4 separate regions of the Mus musculus genome follow, and regions 1, 2 and 4 are each linked to region 3. The links are chromatin contacts, called in public HiChIP or PLAC-seq maps. All regions are on one chromosome and are shown on one strand. Each heading gives the region's core, a stretch centred on a gene start, on an enhancer-like site or on the middle of the called end of the contact. The rest is flanking DNA. Distances are from core to core; before and after follow the strand shown. Region 1 overlaps Ppp1r9a (protein phosphatase 1, regulatory subunit 9A). Region 2 overlaps Ppp1r9a (protein phosphatase 1, regulatory subunit 9A). Region 3 overlaps Sgce (sarcoglycan, epsilon). Region 4 overlaps Ppp1r9a (protein phosphatase 1, regulatory subunit 9A).

What was found. HiChIP or PLAC-seq counts read pairs in DNA pulled down with a chosen protein or histone mark.
Region 1: an H3K27ac HiChIP or PLAC-seq map of embryonic stem cells shows a contact between it and region 3, with 5 times the contacts expected there. The contact joins two enhancer-like sites. A contact is called at or near these places in 1 of 15 datasets of contacts at CTCF or cohesin (large pre-B cells), 7 of 484 Hi-C or Micro-C datasets (the G1E-ER4 cell line, the N1E-115 cell line, Sertoli cells and 3 more) and 9 of 115 datasets of contacts at active chromatin or transcription factors (embryonic basal ganglia, embryonic limb bud, embryonic stem cells and 1 more).
Region 2: an H3K27ac HiChIP or PLAC-seq map of embryonic stem cells shows a contact between it and region 3, with 9 read pairs. The contact joins two enhancer-like sites. A contact is called at or near these places in 1 of 484 Hi-C or Micro-C datasets (granulocyte-monocyte progenitors) and 6 of 115 datasets of contacts at active chromatin or transcription factors (embryonic stem cells and trophoblast stem cells).
Region 4: an H3K27ac HiChIP or PLAC-seq map of embryonic stem cells shows a contact between it and region 3, with 12 read pairs. The contact joins two enhancer-like sites. A contact is called at or near these places in 3 of 115 datasets of contacts at active chromatin or transcription factors (all in embryonic stem cells) and 1 of 9 other capture datasets (embryonic stem cells).

What each region holds. Positions count from the first base shown.
Region 1 is chr6:5,118,066-5,120,765 of GRCm38.p6, forward strand. All of the region lies in intron 11 of Ppp1r9a (protein phosphatase 1, regulatory subunit 9A), which reads left to right. Among named protein-coding and RNA genes, the nearest start is that of Gm46949, 35 kb to the right of the region's middle. Within about 2 kb of position 1,321, at least 9 of the 459 cell types and tissues checked have an H3K27ac peak or open chromatin away from gene starts, as enhancers often do. A contact at or near this core is called in embryonic stem cells, where this site is marked.
Region 2 is chr6:4,972,187-4,974,886 of GRCm38.p6, forward strand. All of the region lies in intron 2 of Ppp1r9a (protein phosphatase 1, regulatory subunit 9A), which reads left to right. Among named protein-coding and RNA genes, the nearest start is that of Gmfg-ps, 70 kb to the left of the region's middle. Within about 2 kb of position 1,340, at least 45 of the 459 cell types and tissues checked have an H3K27ac peak or open chromatin away from gene starts, as enhancers often do. A contact at or near this core is called in embryonic stem cells, where this site is marked.
Region 3 is chr6:4,676,261-4,678,960 of GRCm38.p6, forward strand. It overlaps Sgce (sarcoglycan, epsilon), which reads right to left. Exons shown (of 11, transcript NM_011360.3): 10 at 1,807-1,850. Among named protein-coding and RNA genes, the nearest start is that of Gm38761, 23 kb to the left of the region's middle. Within about 2 kb of position 1,376, at least 9 of the 459 cell types and tissues checked have an H3K27ac peak or open chromatin away from gene starts, as enhancers often do. A contact at or near this core is called in embryonic stem cells, where this site is marked.
Region 4 is chr6:5,032,112-5,034,811 of GRCm38.p6, forward strand. The region is part of intron 2 of Ppp1r9a (protein phosphatase 1, regulatory subunit 9A); the gene reads left to right. Among named protein-coding and RNA genes, the nearest start is that of Gm52886, 21 kb to the right of the region's middle. Within about 2 kb of position 1,285, at least 13 of the 459 cell types and tissues checked have an H3K27ac peak or open chromatin away from gene starts, as enhancers often do. A contact at or near this core is called in embryonic stem cells, where this site is marked.

The sequences.
Region 1 (2,700 bases), core at 71-2,570, 440 kb after region 3:
AGCTTGAGACAGCTTCTGAAGTAGCTCAGTGATCTACTGAGTGAAATGAAAGAATGAGTGAGACGGAGAGGGAAGGGGAGAGGAGGACAGGGGAAGGGAGGAGAGGAGAGAGGAGGGAAGGGAAGGGAGGAAAGAGGAGAGGAGAGGTCGGGAGAGGAGGAGAGGAGGGGAAGCAAGGAGAGGAGGGGAGGGGAGGGGAGAGGGAAGGGGAGGGGAGGGGAGGGAGGGGAGGGAGGGGAGGGGAGGTGGGAAGGAAAGGCCTGGAAGCATCCATTCCTCCACAGTGATGCATGTTCTATGTCAGAACTTCTTGACAAGTACTGGGTAGGTTGGGGACTCTCAATATTAAAGCATGGGGCATTTTTGAGGAATGAACCCGTTTTCAAATTGCAAAAATTTACCGTAGTTAAATTATCCTTTAACACTATTTGTATGTTTTTTGTCAAAACTAAACCAATGCAGGCATTTCATTAAAATGTTGGTAAAAGGCTAGGGATGTGATGCACTGCTTTAATTCCAACACCCAGGGGTCAGGGGCCAGGAGCAGAAGCAAGCAGAGTCTGTATGACTTCCAAAACAGTGTTGTCTACATAGCAAGTTCCAGTGGCCAGCCAGGGAGACACAGTGATTAAATAAATAAATAAATCAATAAATCAATCAATCAATCAATCAATAAATAAATAAATAAGCTTTTATTAATTAATTGAAAATTTTAAAGTCTAAACTTAAGCATATAAATTTATTATTTAACTTTATTCTTTCTATAACTATAGGAAACAAATTTAATAATTTTCTGAGTAAGATTTTTAACAGATCTCAAGTCCCCTCTATTTTAGACTTGTCAAATATTATTTTCCATCTGTGAAAACTGTGATATTTCCATACTGTCATTGCTCAGTAACTCAGTCACACCAGTCTATATGAGTTGTCTTCCTAGACCCCTAGACCCTGGGGTGTTAGTGACATCTGTGGCTATGCTCCTCTGATGCCTTGTCGGTAGAGTATGAGGTTAATCTTACCCTGAGCATCTACATATACAGCTCATGGCTCTTATGATGACACTCTTACAGCTTCAAATGTGTAGAGTCTGATTTCTTAGAAAAGGCCTATGCATGCTCCGTAAGCATACTGAAAGAAAGCCATGGACGGATGAAACGGGAAAGGGAGAGACGTATGTAGAACTTAAGACACCATGCACACATCTGGAGGGTGAAGAGGGAATTCGGAGAACAGTTGGCTAAGGTCAAAGTGACCTTTTTTCCCTAATTGATGCTTCCAGTAAGAATGGCATTGGTATGTAAAATTGCGCCTTTGTAATGGGGTTTGAGGTTTAACAGGAACTGAGGCACCTATAGGGATGGAAGTAATTCAAAGCTCCCTGTAAAGGATGGGCATTGCTGCCAAATATTTCTCACAGTTACCTACTCAGTGGCGGATCCATGGTTAGAACACACTGCATCATCTCTTCTGCATAGTGTAAATATGGAGAGTCCTATAAAGCACTTCAGAGTTGGTATTGGGGAAATGGCTCTGGGGCTAAAGTAACTGTTGCCCAAACATGACATCCAGACTTGGGATCCCCAGCACCTGTGTAAACTCTGGGAATGTTGACCCATCTGTAGCCCCAGCACTTGGGAGCCAGCCACGATAGGCAAATCCCTGGTGCTCATTCAACCTTTCCGGCAAATGAGTGAGGTCAGTTCTGTGAGAGACTGTCTCAAACAGTGGGAGGAGAGGAGAGTCCGGAAAGACACTCACCATTGACCTCTGACCTTCACCCTACCGCACACACATGCAGACGTGCACGCCGAAAATCACACAATTATGTGTGCTCCTTCAGTCGCTCACCTTTTTTCAGTACTGACTTCTAGCTGTTGAGTATAATTTTGAAGTACCTTATCTTATAAAAGTAGAAAAACTGTGAAAGAATAAACTGTACAATGCTGATATAAGGATTACATCTGAATTAAGTACTAGGAGCAGTGCCTAACTCCAGCTGGACTTAGCGCTAGCCACCACTGTGGTAGTGTGGACAGCAGACACTTCCTGGAGCATTGACAGCAATCCCAGTGCAGCTCTGAGGATGAAAGTTGTCTTAAGCTGTGTTGTTATCTTGAGCTTTCTAGAAATATCATGAAACAATGGAACGTGACAAAGACCTAGTCAAAAGAAGTATATCCAATGTATTGTATACCTTGTGTGTTCTCTAGCCAGCAAGCTTCAACAATGGTCATACTGGAGAGAGACACTATAAACCATAGCTCAAACAATTGTCTCGGCTTCCTAAGAACACAGAAAAACAAGTCCTGGTTTCTAAGGAACCTGGGAGCTGACAGGGAGAGCTGGCAGAGGGAGGCTTGCTACAGCCTCCATCTGGGCTCACACAGTTCACTCAGCGGCAACTGTGCCAAAGAATTGTCTCTCATTAAAACAGTCTTCCCTCCTTTTAATTTTTTTTATGGTTGTTCATTGCTTTTGTCTTGTTTTGAAACGGGGTGTCACTGTGTAACTTAGACTAGGCTCAAACTTTTGATCCCCCTGTCTTGACAGCCTGGGACCTGAGATGACAAGGAGTTTTATTTGTTTGCTTTTCATAGTGCCTTGCAAGTATAAGAATCCCAGATGGCCACTTGTTTTTTGTTGTTGTTGTTTTTTGGTTTTTGGTTTTTTTCTCTCTCTTGGAATCTTATTACCTGACGA
Region 2 (2,700 bases), core at 90-2,589, 300 kb after region 3:
AACTGTTCAAAAATATATTTATAATATGTCTGTAGCATTTTTATGTGTGCAGTGCTAAAAATAACCATAGAACAAGCTTTCTTTATGTATGGAAAGTCCACAATGTTGACGCTAGCCTTCTTTCATTTAAGAGGGCATACGAAGCAGGGTTTGCGCTGTCTGTAGGAATGAAGAAGGAGGAGTTACGGTGCAGCTGGGGTCTTTGAGGACATGTGATGTTCAGATGAGGATGCATAGCAAAGAACAGGTCAAAACTAGGGGTTCCTTTTTTTTGTTTGTTTGTTTGGTTTTTTTTGTTTGTTTGTTTTGTTTTTTGTTGTTGTTGTTTTTGAGGCAGGGTTTCTTAGCCCTAGCTGTCCTGGAACTTACTCTGTAGATCAGGCTGGCCTCGAACTCAGAAATCTGCCGGCCTTTGTCTCCCAAGTGCTGGGATTAAAGCCGTGCATGTGCCGCCACACCCGGCCGTAGGCATTCCTTTTAGGAAGGCAAAGATTACAGTTTTGATTTCAGGATCCTCTGTGGGTTTGGAACCAAAAATAAAAGGCTAGTCTGCAGATTTAAAAAACATTGCATGCCCCCATGTGATAAATAAAATGATCCATGAAGAGAGAAACGTTTGCTCTCTGCTCCCAGGTGAACTAGAACAATGTGGGTCAGAAAGAAAAACCAGCTGTTTCTACCTGGGGCTGATTGAATGGCAGCAGTGAGAGTCTGGCTCAGGACTGTGTGATGTACTCCATAGGGCCAGCGTTGCCCCTAGAGGACATCCTCATAGGCCTTTACTCTGTAGTGCCTGTGACTGTTTAAAGAGCTCCTTGGTGGCCACGCTGCTGTAAGACTGCTCAGTGGGTGTGAGTGCAGCTTTCTTGTTGGACGGTTGCCAGTGGCATCATGGCCAATAAAAACGGGTTGTCAGGTACTTGTGAAAGGACGTCTTTAAAAAGGGTAAGTGTAAATGAGCAAAAATCACCTGTCACACGTGACTGGGTTTTCTCCTCAGGATTCTGAGGCAGGTTCTTTTAGTAAGATGTTATCAGTGATGAAAAAAATTACCTTTTGTTTTCAGTAGTTAGATTTAAGTCACTTATGAAAATCTTCAAAGGAGTGTTAATGCATCTTGTTTAATACAAAGGCTCATGTAGAAAATACAACCTACGAACCTCACCAAAATGAAAATCTAGGTCAGCTATCCCTCAGTTTTTCAATTGTGTGGTGTTGGTTCCCTACGTGTCTCCTCCTTCAGACTGTACGAAGTCTTCAAATCACCTCTATAGTCTCACCCGGAGGTCACAGTTACAGGAAGTACCTGGTGTGGCGTGCTTGGGTAATCCCTTGCGCAATTAGAGTTGAAACCACTGCTGTAGAAACAGGAGGTTGGAACCTTGTTGGAGTCCTGTGCAGTGGGAGGGTTGAGAAGAAAGCGCGAGCAAGTCACACGTATGCCTTCAGAAGGATAGGAACGAGGGAAGACCTTCCTTGTGTTCTGCACACTGTGACCTCTGTCAGTCCTGGAAATAGTCCCTGAGAAATGATGGGGTTGCAGTTCTTGTTAGCAGAGAAGGAAACAAATGGATTACTTTTAGTCTTCTTGTTCTACTTGACTTTAGGTATAAAGTTCACTGTCAGGTACATTTCTAGCATTTTAGATGAGATTAGACATGTTTCTGGTGGTGTGGCCATAAACTCCTACCATTTTAGGAAAAAAGAATTCTACGCCTGAAATATCAGAAAAATATATGAATGGAATAGATCAAGCCAAAGAACTTCAACAAACATTCCTCTTTGTTTCCTGTCTGAACTGATAGTTTAGTTATTGCACATTTTTAAATGAAAGTCATTGAAAAGATTAGGATACGCCCCCCCCCCCCCCCCCCCCCACACACACACGTACAAGTTAAGAAAACTATTAGAAGGACTGGGAGAGAGAACACACCCAGATTTCATTTTTTTCCTCTTAAAATCTATGAGAAATACTTAAAATCTTCAGTGAAAACTTATTTTATCATTATCTAATTTCTCCTACACTTTCAATAAAATTAACCGTACATTCTAAAGTGGGTATTTGACACATACTTTTTTTTTTTTGTTTTGTTTTGTTTTTTTGTTTTTCGAGACAGGGTTTCTCTGTGTAGCCCTGGCTGTCCTGGAACTCACTTTGTAGACCAGGCTGGCCTCGAACTCAGAAATCCGCCTGCCTCTGCCTCCCGAGTGCTGTGATTAAAGGCGTGTGCCACCACGCCCGGCGTGACACATACTTATTAGTTGAAAGTGTTCCATGTATGTAGAACTGGTTTGAAGCTGAAAGGACTCCACCACCTCAGTAAAAGCACTAGAGCTGTGTAACTGAGCTAAGGTTTCGCTTTTATCTGTTCATTCTCGAGTTGTGCGTCGTTTAGCCAGTGTGGTGCTCTGTTGGAATTGTTGTCCTCTGCTCATGGTTAAATATACTCGTAGTGACAGATGACCGCACCCACTTTATCCACCATTCACTCCTGCACATTGCAACAGTGGAGGGAAGGAGACACAGAGAACGGGTTCCTCCTACCCTGGACGACAGTCACACCATTACAGAGCTGTTGCATGTTTGTCTGTGAGGAAGACAGGATGTATTTCCACCAGTCAGCAGGTAAAGACTACTGATCATACTTAACAGAGATAAAAATGTTTTTATTTTTTTAATGAAAAAATGACGCTTTTATT
Region 3 (2,700 bases), core at 126-2,625:
TCTCTCCTAGTTAGCACCCAGTGCTAGGGTGGTCTCGCTCCCTTCTGCACACAGATCCTTGAGAGGCTCACTGAGAAAACAGTAACAGCAAAGCACCCACGAGAAGATCCTACCGTCTGGTCTGTAACACGCATCAACGTGCAGAAAACAAGAGAGTACGAGGTCCGCCCTAACCAGAAGGAGGAACTCTTTCCATCGAAATGCTACTTTCCCAAAAATCTTTTTAGAAAAATATTGGAAAAAATGAGGTTGAGCAGCCAAAAGACCTCCAAGGGGAAGGAAGCCCTTCTTCATCAGTGTACCCAGCTCTGCCCATGTGCTGCTCCCGACAAGGAAAGCTGCCCAGTGCTGAGCACAGCACCCCAACATATCAAACAAGTCCCATTATCTACTGATACTATCTCCAACAGCACCTATTCAAGATCTCTATTCTCCTAGGAGGCAGAGAGTGAAAAAAATCTAGCTTTTCACAAGTCTCGAAAAAATGTTTATAACTTTCCTAGAAATTTTGTGATTTCTACTCATTGCACGCCACAAGTGAACAAGAGTCAGAAAGCTGACATCTCAGGAGAGACAGACTTCCTTGGTTAGAGAGAAAGGTGCTCTATCAGTTTGGTTACAGTCGTGTTCCTTTAATTTTTTTTTCTCTTTAAAAAGATAGCCATGAAATTAGAAGTAAGAACTTGAATGTTTTCCTCTTTCAGTGACGAATATTTATAACTAAGTTTGTTTCGTCATCAATCCCCTGGATGTTTACAGACGCACACCACCCATCAATATATTGAATGGTCTACTTGAATCATATTAGCATTTAATTAAATGAAGCAATCAAAACCCTAGGAACAATTCTGATAAACATCATCTTATAATTAAAATCTGATGAAAAACTTTATTATACTTGCCTCAAATCTTTGAAAAGTTGTCAAACGAAAATCTCCTTAAATTCCCGAGAGCAGTAATAGAGGAGATAACTCTGAATGAAAACATCCAATACATTTCTAATGTGGCTGGCATTTTTTTTTTTTTTGAGACTCACTTAATGGCTTTTCCCACCACAAAGCCACTATTCATACTTAGAATTCCACACTCAACTTACATTTTTAGAACTTCTCTTGCTTTCCAAAAGAGGAACAAAGGCATTACTGGTTGCCTGGCAATTAGAACTAGGAACCAACCACTAATTAGTAGACAATTGTGAATAAGTTAAGAATGAATGAAATAATTGGCTGTGGAGATTTTTTAGGGACACTTGAAAGAAATGAACTTAAAGAAAGCATGGCTTGGGGAAAGAGAACAGCCAGGGAGACTTGCCCATCATCTTGTCCTCACTGGTCATATTCTAATGGCTTTTTAAAGCAGCTTTAAAACAGGCCAACCATTTCTCATTGATCGCCCTGAAGGCTCAGCAATTAGTCACAATGGTTGCCCTTTGTGAGAGTCAGTTTCAACCTGATCACTTACTGAGACAAATCCTGGACCCACCCAAGCTAAAAATCTTTTATACCAAGGGGAAGAATAAGGAGTTCCCATGTAGAAAGGGAGTGGAATGCATCTTTCTTAATTAGACAAGACCTCCACGGAAGGACACTGCTGCTTTAAGATCATTTACCATTTGTTTGTCGTTCTGAGGCCCATTGATGCAAAAGTCTAAGCCACTCTTCTGAGCTCCTCAGTCTAATTAAGGAATGATACAACTGTTTTGCCTCCCGTGATGAAGACAAAAGTGTCATCAATTATAGAGTGCTATGACAATCTTTTACTATATTAGCTCATCCATAAACACTGAATTAGCATCTTAGTACTCACCTGTAGTCTGCGGTTGAGGGATCTGAGTCTGGTGTGGCAAGTTCCTAGAAATGATTAACATTATTGAGTAAAAATGTGTTTGCACACTGGTAATCAGAGACCAAGACACATTAAGATAGAAATCTGCTCGGAGAGGTATCACTCAGATAACGGGCTCAGGTTTTGCACCCTGTGGGGCATTGAGCTATGCACATACATGAGAGAACTGAAGACCAAGGAAGACAAATAGCAATCTCTGATAATGTCCATGAAATTCTTACCATATGCCATAACAAAACTCCCTCATGATTCTAAAACATAGGTCTTATTAGTTTTTCTATTTTCTTATACGTGAAAATAGCCTTAAAGTTTGAAAATCACACGGCTAATAACAGTGGATAAAGATATAAACACAGTGATGCCAGCAATTAAATTACTGATGTGTACAATCTCAAACTAGGTCTAGATCATAAAACCGGTATGGATCTGTGCATACACATATGTCTATATACATCATCATATCGTACAATCATCACTGGTACGTTATAACAGCTTTGAAGGCATATCACTACCTTTATTCACTAAACATGCTATCTTCATGCCAAAAAAGGCCATTTCCCTGCCTGGACTAGGAAGAGTTTCGAGTCCCCCTTGACGTTTCTTTCCGTTCCCAAAGGCAATCACTGGGATGTTTCTCAGCTTTCGTTAAATCTGTCCCCTTCGTTTACACCTTCATGTCTCCCTTGGAGCCTCTGACAGCTCTGATGTAGTTCTTCGTCCCTTACAACCCACTGCTGACCAGTGACCTCCCAAGACACAGATCTGTAACACACACCTCAATATTTCTTATTTCTTTCTCTCTATCAGCAAATTCAATTTCTGGCTTCTTAGTATGTCTTAAGCAGACGGAAAACT
Region 4 (2,700 bases), core at 35-2,534, 360 kb after region 3:
AAGTCATGGGACTTTAACCAGTTTAGGCTGGTTAGAGCAGAATATTTTTGCAAGTAATTGGCGCACACAAGTGGAGTGGACTATGCAGGATTCTCTAGTCTTCAAACTTCAAATCAACAGGTTGAATCAGGACCAAAGATTACTAAAGATAATCTTTCTTTTCCCCTTAAAATCTACTAATTGTGGACTTTAAACATGCCTGCAAAGTACCTTCTTGATGACATCTGGCATAGTATATAAATAAATGATTGAGGCAATAACCTGGACACATCAGATGAAGGGGTCTGTCTTCAGCTCTATTTGTCTGAGGGTCAGAATCAATTGTAATTCACCTCTCACTAGAATATATCTAACACCTTCCTCCTCTGTACTGAAGTTAACCCATGATCCTCACCTACTTTTTTGGCTCATTCCTTTGCCCATTTTTTTCTTTGTTATATTAAGTACCTGGCATGAGGTACTTTATAAGACTGCAGTTCTGAAGGTTCATGGTATGGCACTATTCTTGCTTTGTTCTGGTGAAGGTACAAGGCAGGAGATGTAAGGAAGGAAGATCCCAAATGCAGACTCCTCAGGTGACCTGAGATTCTCCCATTAGACTCTCCTTTTTAAAGGTTTTACTCCCTTTTCAGCCTTTCACCCTGGGCTTCAAGCATCTAACTATGGGGGGATGAACTCAAGCCATATCTCAGCTACTGTAGGTGGCTTATCAGCCCTGTTCATGGTACCGTATTCTCTTCAACTGCTGTTGGTCAATGAAAAACAAGTCCCAAATCCAGGTGTGGTGGAACACACCTTTAATCTGGGCCACATTCTAGTGCTTCTATGACTTCCTGACGTTGGTTATCTGTATTGGGCTTGTCTAGAGTCACAAAATGTATGGAATGTCTTTCTATAGTGAGGGAATTTATTATGATGATTTACAGTCTGTAGTCCAACTCCCGAACAAGGGTCAGCTATGAATTGGAATTCCAAGAATCTAGTAGTTTCTCAGTCCCACAACAGTAATTGTTTCAGGTGGTCTTTTGTAGAAATAGATTCCAGCAGATGTGCTGGCAAGTAAATGCAAGCTCGAAGAGCAAATCTTCCTTATTGCATTGTCCTTACTGTAGGCCTCCAGCAGAAGGTGTGGCCCAGATTAAAGGTGTGTGCCACCACACCTGGATTTGGAACTTGCTTTGTCCCAGGCTGACCTTGAACTCAAAGATCTCCTTGCCTCAGTCTCAAAGGATTAAAGGCACATACTATCTCTCCTGAGCCTAGGTTTTTCATGGTCACAGTGCCTCAAGATCTCCATGACAATATCCAGGTCGTAATCTTGCGTCTTCCATCCTCAAGATCTGGGTCACAGGTGAGCCCTCCAATTACAATTACAATCCAACTATTGTAGTTCATTCCAGTGTCCTTTTTTCCTAATGCAAACATTTATTTTAGGTGATCTCCTTAAATGGGCTGTTTTAGTTGGTTTCCTGTCGAATCTTAGACCTGAAGTGCCATTCCCAAAATTAAGACCTTAGAGTTTGGGGTTCTTAGTTCCTGATAAGAGATGTATCCACATATCTTTGGAAGTTTTGTATGTCACGTGGGAACTTGTCAGCCATCTTCTGAGACCCTCAGTGTGGCTGGTACCTACTTTCCCTTACTTACCCAAAGGGTAGTACTCTTGCCCCCCTGCTTCCAGTTCAAGGATGTGCAGAACGGCCTTCCTCCGGGGGAGTTAGAGCCACTTGTTGACACTTAGAGTGGAAGGAACAGCCAGAGCCAACTGTTTCAACAAACGCTAGAGCAGAGCCAGCTCACCCTAATGTATTTGTTGGAAAGCACTCACTTCTGGGAGTTCAAAATTGCCCCACCCCCACCCACCCCCACCCCACCCCATCCCCAGAAGAAGTATCATTTGGGATCATTAGTATTTTTTAGTTATTAATTTCTCATGAAATGTTTAATTTTTTAATAATAATTTGAAAAACACCAAGAAAAACATGACCATTATTGGATAGCCTAGTTCTCTGTTAAACTGTCCATTAGGAGAGTGAAAAAAAAAAAAAAAAACCAACAAAAAAACAAAATAAACCTCACTATTTTGAACAGATCCTAGAATTTTAACTATTATTTATTTATTTATTTATTTATTTATTTATTTATTTATTTAGAGACAGGGTTTCTCTGTGTAGCCGTGGCTGTTGTGGAACTCACTCTGTAGACCAGGCTGGCCTGGAACTCAAAAATCTGCCTGCCTCTGCCTCCCAAGTGCTGGGATTAAAGGTGTGCACCACCGCTGCCCAACTCTAGAATTTTATAAATTTGGGACAATCCAAGTTTTTATTTGTGAACTATATTTATAAGAACTTAACAAAATTATTCTAGTACTTTAACAACACATATTTGTAGATAAACAATATTGATTATACTGACTTTTGTACTGTTCTAAATAAGAGATGAGACATTCTGATTGCTTTTGCTTCAGTGAAAATTTCTGTGCCTGGAAGATGGCTCCTAGCAAGCAGTAGTGCGAGCCTGGCAACCTGAGCCCAGTATCTAGAGGCCACAACACAAGGGAGTGCTGGCAAGGGAGTGCTGACTCCACAGAGTGCTCCTCTGAGCTCCATGTGCATGACAGCTCACGTGCATCAGCACACACACTTGTAATCGTAGCAGATATTAATTAAGTAACTAATCTTTGAGACAGGATCTCACTGT